2 separate regions of the Mus musculus genome follow, and region 1 is linked to region 2. A link is a contact called in public Hi-C data. All regions are on one chromosome and are shown on one strand. Each heading gives the region's core, a stretch centred on a gene start, on an enhancer-like site or on the middle of the called end of the contact. The rest is flanking DNA. Distances are from core to core; before and after follow the strand shown. Region 1 has its middle 36 kb from the start of Cckar. Region 2 has its middle 80 kb from the start of Gm40304.

Evidence for each region. A called contact is a pair of places that touch in the nucleus more often than the background predicts.
Region 1: a contact with region 2 is called in a Hi-C map of embryonic stem cells, with 4 times the contacts expected there. The contact joins two enhancer-like sites. A contact is called at or near these places in 7 of 484 Hi-C or Micro-C datasets (all in embryonic stem cells), 7 of 115 datasets of contacts at active chromatin or transcription factors (astrocytes and embryonic stem cells) and 2 of 9 other capture datasets (adipose tissue and embryonic stem cells).

The regions. Positions count from the first base shown.
Region 1 is chr5:53,669,172-53,674,789 of GRCm38.p6, reverse strand. No RefSeq gene overlaps it. Among named protein-coding and RNA genes, the nearest start is that of Cckar, 36 kb to the left of the region's middle. Within about 2 kb of position 3,084, at least 28 of the 459 cell types and tissues checked have an H3K27ac peak or open chromatin away from gene starts, as enhancers often do. A contact at or near this core is called in embryonic stem cells, where this site is marked.
Region 2 is chr5:53,464,129-53,469,722 of GRCm38.p6, reverse strand. No RefSeq gene overlaps it. Among named protein-coding and RNA genes, the nearest start is that of Gm40304, 80 kb to the left of the region's middle. Within about 2 kb of position 1,947, at least 21 of the 459 cell types and tissues checked have an H3K27ac peak or open chromatin away from gene starts, as enhancers often do. A contact at or near this core is called in embryonic stem cells, where this site is marked.

The sequences.
Region 1 (5,618 bases), core at 1,835-4,334, 200 kb before region 2:
CGCACAGTTGGATCATAGAGTGGAATATTAGAGTTAGGCTAACTTATAAGAACTAGGTTAGGCCAGTGGCATAGCAAGAAGAGGAAATATGAAGCATTTAGTCACTGAGTTTAGGTAAGGAAGTAACAGATTACATCTGTGGAAGCTTATATCTGAACTTGTGCATCGTTTATTGTGAAGCCGTGAGCAAGGAAAACCTGTCTGTCTTTGATAAGAAATCTGGCAGTCTTAGCTAGTAAACAAATTTATTAATCAGCAAACACAGTGGTGGATTACCTCAGGGTAAGGAGCGAGGTCTGTTTTCTAGCTCTCAAGCTACATTTACCTTAGCTGTCAATGGAGTCGGAAATCCAGGGAAAGATAAACTATAATCTAGGAGTCATGTATTAATTACATGACTCAGCAAGCCTTCCTGAGAGCTGCGTCTTTCCACAACAGAGAGGGCACGCCTATCCTACTTCCCCTGACCCCAGCCTTTAAATTCCCTACTTTTTGAACTTTCTCGAGTCAAGAAGCAACACTAGTGAAGGATTGGTGACCCGTCCAGCAGGTCCAGTTATTCGAGGGTCTTGAGGGGACCTTCTCCTATGAACCAAATGGGGGGAGAGAAAAGACAGACACCAAGTGTGAGGAACTACATGGAACTATTCTGAATAGCATCAAGGTGTCACTGTATTAGCAAGGCTCAAGGCTTAAATGCACAAGCAAAAGGGGAAGTACTTCTCAGCAGGAGGAATGGGGCAGCAGAAAAAGAGGAAGTACTTCTCAGCAGGAGAGATGGGGCAGCGGGAAATTTTTTCTTTTGGCGACTACATGGGGAAGCAGGAACTTGGTGGTATCAGGGTGTGGTCAGAACATCCGGAGCTGACTTTGGGCTGGAACAATCTGTGGTTGTTCTCGGAGCAATGTGTCGGTGGCCTGCTTTTGACCCCCTTTTCTTCTCGGGGGGGGGGGGGGGTGGGAGGGAGGCCCAATTCAGAGATCAGGACAATTGTGTTGTCTTAATAGCTCCCAACAGATTGGGTCTTGCTCATGCTTTTTCAAGAAGAGAGCCAGGCTCATTCCAGTTGACTTTAAGCATCTGCACCACAAAGAACAACATCATCAGAATGAAGAGACAGCTCACAGGAAGGGAAGCAACCTGGCAGGGGACAAGTATCCAAATATACAAAGAACTGCAAGAATGCTGGATGGTGGTGGTGCACACCCTTAATCCTAGAACTCAGGAGGCAAAGGCAGGCAGAACTCTTGATTTTGAGGCCAGCCTGGTCTAAAGAGTGAGTTCCAGGACAGCCAGAGCTACACAGAGAAACCAAGTCTAAATCAATCAATCAATCAGTCAGTCAGAAAAAAGAAAACCCCTCACAGTCTTGTCCATGGACAATCTAATGGAGGAATTTTCTCAATTGAGGTTCTCTTCCCCATAACTCTAGCCTCTGTCAAGCTGACAAAGAACTAGTCAGGGCAGGATGTATCATGAGACAGGAGGAGAGAGCCTAGAGAGGTGCTAAAGTAGACCGGGACGCTAACTGGGAGGGAAAAGCACTAGGTTGGGGGAACATGTGCAGGCAATGGAAGGAGATAAATGAGAACAGAGTCCAATGACATGCATGTGTGAAGATGCAATGGTACACTTTTCACACTGACTAGTGCGAACCTTTGAAAGGAAAAGAACCATTTCAATGGCAAGCCCCTTACACACATTGTAGGTATTTTCTTGTGAGAGGGAGAGTGCCAAAGCACAACTGAGAGACTTTAGAGATGGTGACACGGGCCAGTCCCCTGAGACACAAGACAAGGGTGGAGGTGTGTGTGTGTGGGGGGGGGGGGGGATCTTGGGTCAGCATCACCACCACCTGGAACGTCTATAAAATGTCACTTCTTAAGCCCAACACAGCCTTCCTGATTCAGATACTGTGGGAGTGAAGCCCAGAAACCCTCAGGTGAGTCTTCAGGTAAGACATATACATATATATATATATACATATATATATATATATATATATATATATATACATACATATATATATGCATATAGATATTGATATATAGATATATATCCAGTATAACTATCATTATAAGGCAGGTGGGTCCAAACATCTGTTCTCTGTGCCTAACCTGTCCATTTCACACTCAAAAGTAGGATCTGTGATGGTTTGTGACACTCCAGTTCTGAAACTGGGTTAGCACAGCACATGGACGACCTTCCCCACTACTGACCACAGGGAGGCAGCAGAGAGTCACATGAGAGTCCACACAGAGCAAGAAGACCCCGCCTGGACTCCATCACCCTGTAAACTGGTGTCACTTCAGAAGCTGTGCTCGAGTCCAGCCCTGTACGGGGATTTGATGACTCTCCTTGGGATCCAGGTTTCCATCCCAACACAGCAGAACTTTGGAATGAGCGTAAACCTAGAGGGCAACTTGCCCTGGCAAGGTGAGGTTGGGTTGCAAGCAGAAATTAGGAATTGTCAGAGGTCTTGGGGAGCCTCCAGCCTCATGAGGCAGTGGTTCTCTCCGATGATAGGATGAAAAGACGCTAGGGTTGGGGGAGGTGGATTAGCTAATAAAGTGTTAACCACACAACCACGAGGACCTGACTCAATCCCACCACTCACACAAAAAGAAAAATGAATAAATGAATACATGAATGAATGAACAAGCAAATATGTAGTCTTGGGCACATGGCTACAATCTTAGTACTGGGGAGGCAGAGACAAGAGGGCTTCCTGGGACTAGCTGGCCAGCCAGAAGGTACTAAGACATCTCTTTCCCTTATTCAAATTAGAAGGACATGCTCCTGGTTCCAGGTGCTGCTCAGGGGCTTGAGGGGGACAGCATCTGGAGCCCCCAGCAAGCCTAATCCTCGGGACAGTGCTCTGCTGCTCCAGGTGAGCCCTGTTTCTTGTCGATCAAACCTCTGAGAAAGCTAGGCTGATTCCAGCCCTAAAAACCCTGGCTCCAGACTGCTAATCAGAAACTGCCCCATCACCTGACCTTCAGCAAGGACAAAGGGCCAGCAGTTTCCAGCCTCCACACCAGGGGAATGGAATGTCCTTAGAGTTGAAGTAAGACAAAGCCCACCAACCCCGGGATTCCTCAGAAACAGCTTGCAGTCACCACGCCCTGGTAATGGTTTCGGAATGCCTAGAGATAAAGTAGACAAAGCCTGCCTTCCACAGAATTCCCCTAATGTGCTATAAACTGGGCCTGCAAGCTCACTTGGGGGGTGAGGATGCCTCTTTATCTTGGTAATGGGAGACCCCAGCATGCTGGACTTCTGCAGATTAAAAACACTCTTTGCATTTACATACTATTTAAGACTGGGGCATCATTCTTCAGTCAATCGCGGAACCTTACTTCCCAACCAAGATCACTGAGGAAAAAGATTTTGACGGGCAGTGGTGGCGATCGCCTTTAATCCCAGCACTTGGGAGGCAGAGGCAGGCAGATTTCTGAGTTCGAGGCCAGCCTGTTCTACAGTTAGTTCCAGGATAGCCAGGGCTACACAGAGAACCCTGACTCGGGGGGAGGGGGAGGGATGGGTAACGAAAAAAAAAAATGATTTCGTTATTTTGTTAAGGTGGAAAAAAATTAATGGAATGTAAGGTTTTAAATATAAGAGAGAGAGAGAGAGAGAGAGAGAGAGAGAGAGAGAGAGAGAGAGAGAGACCTGTTCATTTCTCGATCCTTCTGGTGTTTTGTAATGAGGTGGCATCTTATCGGGGGGGGGGGGGGGGGGCATGCTGAGGATCCCGCCCCCAGTACCAGCCATACGCCTGGTCTAGTATAAAATGAAGTTTATTTGGGGCACGAGAAGGGGGGTGAGAATTGAGTGGAGGCAGAGAAAGCGAGGGGACAGAGCACAGAAAGAGAGAGAGAAAGGGTGGGTGGGAGCCAGGCAGGAACATGGAGGGAGGGCAGAGAGACGGAGTGGAGGAGGAAGAGGAGAGAGAGGAGAGGAAGAAGAGGAAGGCGGAGGGGGAAGAAGAAAAGAGAAGACAGGGAAGGCGAACAGTCCTTTTGCAAGCCAGGCTCACACCTGGCTGATGGTAGGTAACTGCTGGGCGGAGCCTAGAAGAAATGCATGCAGGGCCAAATTCTTTACCTCAGGACTGGGTCCACTCAAAGTTTTCTGTCACCCTCAAATCTTTGACTTATTTAAACTATACTTTTCCCAGTCACTTGTGAAACTAAAGGTTTAAAGAGGCACGGAGAAGTGAGGCTATCAACAAAGGTTAGATGAAGGGCTGTACCTGAGCCAACCCTTATCCAGGCACTGCTCCACTCTTCTCCCTGACACCTCCCACTGGCCTGTCTGGAGCTGAGCAAACACTCAGTTTCTGACCACTCAGGGCCACAATCCTAGACCTTCCTCCCACGGAGTGCCTCCCTGAGCGAGCAAACGCAAGGCTCCTGTTTGTTCCAGTGGACACCTGAAGCAGGGTCCCCAGTTCCCCATCCCCGCCAGTTAGTAAACCCAGGTGGGCTTCAATAAATCAAGCCCATATAAATAGAAGAGACAGGTGAAAAACGGAAGGGGGTGGTGTCCAAAAACGGTTAAAGGAAAATCGTCGAACATGGAACAAAAAGGGAAAGGATGACTATGATGAAGAGGAGAAAATTAAAGAGCGGACCTGGGATGGAGGGTGGGGGAGGGGTCCGACGGGTGGGAATCCCCGAAAGAAGAGCAATGAGGTTTCATCACTGGGAGGTATTGTCACACCCCAGTAACTACCTGGTCAACCTGGTCATGTGTGTTGGGAGCGGGGTGCACAGAAGCGCATATGATGTATATTACTGTGTGACAACAAACGAAAAAGAATCTTAAACAATAATCCTAAAGTTTTCCAGAAAAGAAAATAAATAAAACCAAAGGTGTAAACAAAGAAAACAGGGGGAGGGTTATACAATGTATACAAGTGTACAGCTAAATATTTGGGACGTTAACTATGATGGATTTTAGCCAGGCCGGGCAGTGGTGACTCATGCCTTTAATCCCAGCACTCGGGAGGCAGAGGCAGGTAGATTTCTGAGATCGAAGCCAGCCTGGTCTACAGAGTGAGTTCCAAGACAGCCAGGGCTACACAGAGAAACCCTGTCTCAAAAAAAAAACAAAAATTTAAAAAAACCAAACTATTTTAGATTTTAACCAAGTGTAAGTTATTCCCTGTTGATCTCCAGTGCTATGACCTGTGTCAGACACACACAGCAACTTTGAATTGTTGGAGCATTGTGAAATAAAGAGTTGGATGTGAGGTGGATGCTCACAGTCATCCATTGGACTGAGCACAGGGTCCCCAAGGCAGGAGCTAGAGAAAGGTCTGACGGAACTGAAGAAGTTTGCAGCCCGGTAGGAGGAACAACAATATGAACCAACCAGAGCTTCTGGGGTCTAAGCCACCAGCTAAGGAATACACATGGTAGCGGATAAGTGCGGAAGATACATTTGAAACAAAGTGTCAGACTTAACTGGAAGGTTCACTGCTTCCATCCTGAATGCCAGCTGTGCAAGTTCATTACGTTGGTTGTATAGTCTTTGGGTCTGGTCAGTTTTGGTATGTATTTTTACATGTATTTCCAAGTTTTTTAAAATAAAATAATAAAGTAAAAAGATT
Region 2 (5,594 bases), core at 698-3,197:
GGGAAGGGTTATGCTTCTCACATGACTACATGTTGGAACTCACAAACATGCGTGGAACCCATCCCTAGCCTACTAAGGCTGCTAATAAGCTATCTGGAGGCATGGGCTGCCAGCAGTGGGTGGGGCAACAGAAATTTTTCTTCCAGTCCCTACGCAGGGAGTGTGGTTAAATTTAGATGGAATTTTACCTGGGACAGAGTTCAGTGCTGGTTCCTTCCAGATTTCCCTGCTCTGTGTCCCATCCCCCACACCTCCCACCCGCGAACATGGCTGTCTCCATGCTTCATGCTGAAATTCTACTATAGATCTGCAGTCCGGAATTTTTCCTGTTCTCTACACAGAAGTATTGCTTCCCCAGAACAGCTGAGCACAGTTTACTAACTTTTAGGAGGGAAGCGGTCTGTTGGGAGTGCTTCTTGCTACTTTGTTAATGATTGCCAACTATCCCTTCAGCTGCACCCAATCACCTATGCCAGGTGGGTAGGAGTCTTCAGAATAGTTGGTAAGGCTGTGAGATTTAAAGACAGACCTGGATTTGGGTCCTGATTCTACCTCTAATTTACAAGGTCTAGTCATGTGACTTCTTTGAGCCTCATCTGTAAAATAGGAATCATTATAAAGAAAAAATATGTATAATACTTTTGTGACTCTGGTAATACACCCTGTATCAGTCAGAGTGTGAAGGACTTTTCCTTTATGGATTCTTTTTTTTTTTTTTTAATTCAGTACAAACCACAAAGTATACATTTCTAAATATCATAAAGGAGAGTAACATTTCAAGAGATTTGAAATTATGATCGATTCCTTCCTTCCTTCTTCTCAAACTGCTGTGAAGCCAGTATGCGACCTGATGTGAGTGTCTGGTTGTGTGGATGGGAGAGGGAGAGTGGTCTGCCCTAGGATGCGACTTTCAGAGCTAAGTAAGGATGCTGCCCAGTCACCCGCGGCTGAAGATGGATCCCGGGAGTCCGTTCCCTTCTTTAATTCCCGTGTCCACAGCTTCCTCTCTTTCTCTGCCTTGACTTTATGAATCTGCAAGTGGTCCAAGATTCCCCCCACCCTCCCTTTCTTTCCTTTCCTTTTTTTTTTTTTTTTCTCTCCACACAGCTCACAACAGCTGCAGGGTAGTGGGGGTCGGCGGATGGTGGCAGCTGTTTGCACGTATGGGTTCTCTGTCATTTCCCTGTGTAAGGCAGGGGCTGTTTGTATATATCACAAGCCGCCACCTGGCAAGATGTTTGGTTCCATCCATGTTTGAAAGTTTTGCGCATGGGATCATGAATGCAGAGGGTAGGAGGAGCCTTGAGATCTGGGTTCCAGACCCTTGCTGCCTTTCAGTCTTAGTTACTAAGCATCCCACCCCGGTCTAGTTACAGCCTCCTGTGTATACTCACTGTCTAGAGCAAAGAGTGCTCTTTATCCTACGCAGTTAATTCTCAAAGGCTTCGCGATTGGTTTGTATATGGCGTTTTCATTTAAAAACCATTGTAAGTGAACATCAAAATAAATTTAGGAAGGGGCAAGCAGTATGTTCATTGCTACCTATGAGGCAATTCAGGATTTTGAGCCTAAAAACCTTTAAAAATATATCATGCCGTCGCCAAGAGGAAGAGGCAGGACCCATGAGCAGGACCTTTGTATTTACGTATTTACCTTACTACTGAGGTTTGCACAACTGTCTCATATCTTCGGAGCAACTGGGCTCCAGTGGAGAGTGTCCTGTTCTGTTTAGTGTGGGAATAACTGAGGCTCAAAGAAAAGAACCATTAAGGATTTGTCTGGACCCTACAGGCGGGCGGGCGGGCGGGCAGGCAGGCGCTGAAAGCAAAATTTAATCCCGCATCTGTTTTTCTGTTTCTGTTTCTGCTAAGACACAGGCTTTTGTTATGCAGCACTGGCTGGCTCTAGATATGCGGACCAGATAGTTCTTGAATTCAGAAACCTGCCGGCCTTTGCTTCCAGAGTGTGAGGATTAAAGGTGTGCACCACCCAGACCTGGCTCAAGCCTCTTCCTCAGAATGCCACTTGCTTAAACACACATCATCACGCAAAACAAAGAACCCAAATACTTGAATCTTCAGGGTCCCATGCATTACTGTTTATTGAAAAATGTCACTAACAAAAATTCAACTTCGGAATCACATTCACTAAATTCCACCTTGCTCAAACTTTTTGAGCACTTTTCTGTTCATTTTCAAGACAGGGTTGGTTTCTTTCTGTAAACCAGGATAGCTTCAAACTCATAAAGATCCACCTGCCTCTGCCTCCCAAGTGCTGGCATGAAAGATGTATAACACCACTACCCCGCTAAGCACCCTTGAACTTTCCTGCCTGTGAGGCATTGTTTTGCTTCTTAGACTTTTCTTTTCGGCCCATTGTTTAAAATGTAGTCCCCACACCCCACCGCCACACCTTTCCTAAATGTCTCCACTTTAATGCTAAGCATAGGCATTTGGAGCGAGGGTAGCAACCTTGGAATAGATAAGAAAGATCCGGAGAGAAGCCTGTCACCCGCTCCATCTCCTGTGCAGGCTGCAGAGCCAGGGTCGTTCTGTGTGCAGTCATTATCCATTGCTCCTGGCTCACTCTTGTCCACTAGGCCTGTCTAATCCACTCCTCATTCTCAAGTGCTCTAACACACACACACACCTCTATACTCCCTTGGGCTTGGGAAATACTTGCTTTGTTTCCTAAATACTCAGGATATAGTAGGTACTTAGCAATTGTATAGTAAGTGCTGGAATGTGCGTATGGACAAAAGAACAAATGAATACTATACTCTCACAAGTAGTTTACATTTGAAGGAGAGCAGATATGAGGTTGGCTCTTTTGGGTCCCTGTTGGGATCTAGCCTAGCAACCTTCAGTGCTTTTTTAAAAAAAAAAATAAAAAAAGTGGCCTGTTTTAGGCAAATAGCCATCTTCCCCAGCATCATCTCCCAGCATCTATTTCGAGAGACGAAACTTATTTCAAAAGAAACATTTACAACTTTAACTATCCCAAGGGACCATAGATGCCTTTGGTTTCAGGAAACTTGTCAGTGTGGCTGAATAGAGGGAAGCACGGTGCTAAGCAGAACGTGAGGAGAGCTGAAGGAAGCCGAGGCTTCAGCAGCCCAGAGGAGGAGCTTGCTCCTAGAACAGATAGCGATTGCAGACCATGCTTCGTCTTCAGCTGTGTCAAGTATGATCTCATCAGAGAGAAGGAGAGACGATAGAACACTCTAGGCAGAGAGTTACATGGCGAAGGAAGGAAATGGTTATTCCACACATCCTGAGATAGGAGCGTCCAAAGAGAATTTATTTATTTATTTATTTATTTATTTATTTATTTATTGAGCCAAGAGCAGGCAGGCGCTCACAGCAGAATGCTTACCTAGCATGTGTGGGGCCCTGGGCTCCAGGCCCAGTACCCCACACATACAAGTCTTGAACTGAGGCATATGCAAGGTCCCCCATGACCAGTATGACACGGATGACCCGGTAGTCACTCACCTCAGCAGTTGTGGGTAAAATAATCCAGTCATCTTGAAGAGAAGCTCTCAGCCTAGGCCCCTCTGGAAACAGGTCTTGAGATGCCCTGGAAAGAGGCAGTGTTGTCCACCCGTGTGTAGGGGACACTGGGCTTATAGCAAAGGAAGTGAAAGCGTCCGTCCGAGAGGGGGAAAAACTGAACATTCCCAGTAAGGGTAAAGTGCAGACACAAGCCGTTTTCCCAGTGTGGGTTGGAGGCGTTAGGAAGTTTCTTGATGGTGGAGTCTCTATAAGAACAAACAGGACTCAGTCACCCTTTCTTCTTTTCCCTCCCTCGGTACATCCTGAAACCTGAGGCCTGTTTTTGTTTTGTATTTTTTGTTCTTGTTTTTCAAGGCAGGGTATCTTTGTATAGGCCTGGCTGTCTTGGAACTCACTCTGTAAACCAGGCTGGCCTTGAACTCAGAAATGCGCCTGCCTCTGCCTCCCAAGTGCTGGGATTAAAGGCGTGCGCCACCAGTGCCCAGCTTGTTTTGTTTTAATAGTCTAGAAATAAATTACTGGGGGAGAAAGAGACTAAGACGTACTACAGGTCATTCAGGCCAGCCTGCTTTGCTTTTGTGTTTAGAGGTCGCGTTGCACGTTCTAACCAGTTATTTCTATTGACATAAAACTGGTGAGTGAATATTGGGTCCTCCAAATCCTAGCTGGAAACTTACCCATCATTTGGGATGATTTTCAGGCCTGTGGCTCTGGTAGCTGAGGTACAGTGATGTGACATGACATTCAGAAGTTGCACTAAACCTATAGCATGCTATTCCCCATGGTATCCTATCCCCAAACTCAGCTTCTTTAAACAGAGGTGCATCTGGGTACAACATAGTTGTTCCTTTCTGAGTCTTGCAGGCTTCTAGCTCACTAGCAGGCACAACAGATACTTCATCTGGAGTGGGTGATGGAAAGGGGCGGTCTGCTGGCTTTGGAGTTGAAATTGTGGTGCAGTCTCCTCCCATAGGCCAGGCATTCTGCAGTAACCATTGAACCACACAATGTGGAGCTTAACTATGCACAGTGGCATAGAGCTGTGACGTGAAGAAGCAAGGTGACATTTATCAAGTCACTGAATCTCTGTGTGGCTCAGTTTGCGCTGTACGATAGGAATGATGGTGATGCCTCTTTCCTAAGGCTGTGGGAAGGATTAAGTAAACGAATCCTTGTAAAGCACCTAGACCTGGCCTGGGTAATGACAAGCTCTCTCTCATCAGCACCACTGTGAACTATGGTTTCATCTTCTTCTCCCAGCCAACAATGACCATGTCACAGGGCTGGAACACTTAGGGATTTCAAACACATGACTAGTTCAAGAAGGGAGATGACTAAATTAGGAGTACAACCTCAGTCAGACTTCTTGGGTTCTCTGTAGCTCCTGCTAAGAAACATAATACAGACCACGTGTTCACTGGCCTTGGTATAGGTGACCAGTTTGCCTTGGTTTTCCTGGGGCTTTGCCAGCGGTAACATGGCAAATACCATGCCCTGTAAAACCTACTCTAGACATGCTCAGTTGGCTGTTCCCTGGGGCCTCTGGGGTCATTGCCCTTTCCAGGGTTCACTAATGACCATACCTTTGAGCGCTGCTTCCTAACTTCATGTGACCATTAGAGAGTGAATGGATCGTGCGTCACTACTTTGGAGCAGGTCAGTGGTTGTCACAGAAAAGACTGATGGCTTTGCTTTGCTAACTCTTCCTCAAGCCTTCCTCACTAGCGCTATTTAGTCTTCTTCTCCTATTTAGTCTTCGTCTCTAGGCCGAGAAGGTGACCAAGCCCCAGTCCATCCAGTGTACTAAGGTGGAGCAAATCATTTGTTTTTTTCTTTTTTCATTCTTCCATTCTTTGTTGTTGTTTAAAAAAAAAAAGTTGTGGTAGCTTATAGATTTTGTTAGACAAGACATTACTGCCAGATGCCAGGAAGCTGTCACAATAATTAATCTTAAGTTGAACATGATGTTCAAATCTCTCCTCTCAGCCCATTTGTAGCAGAACATCTGAGCTGGAGCGACCCATGTTTCTGGAGGCTGGGAACACCAAGGACAAGACGCTCGAGTCTGTGTCTGTGCAG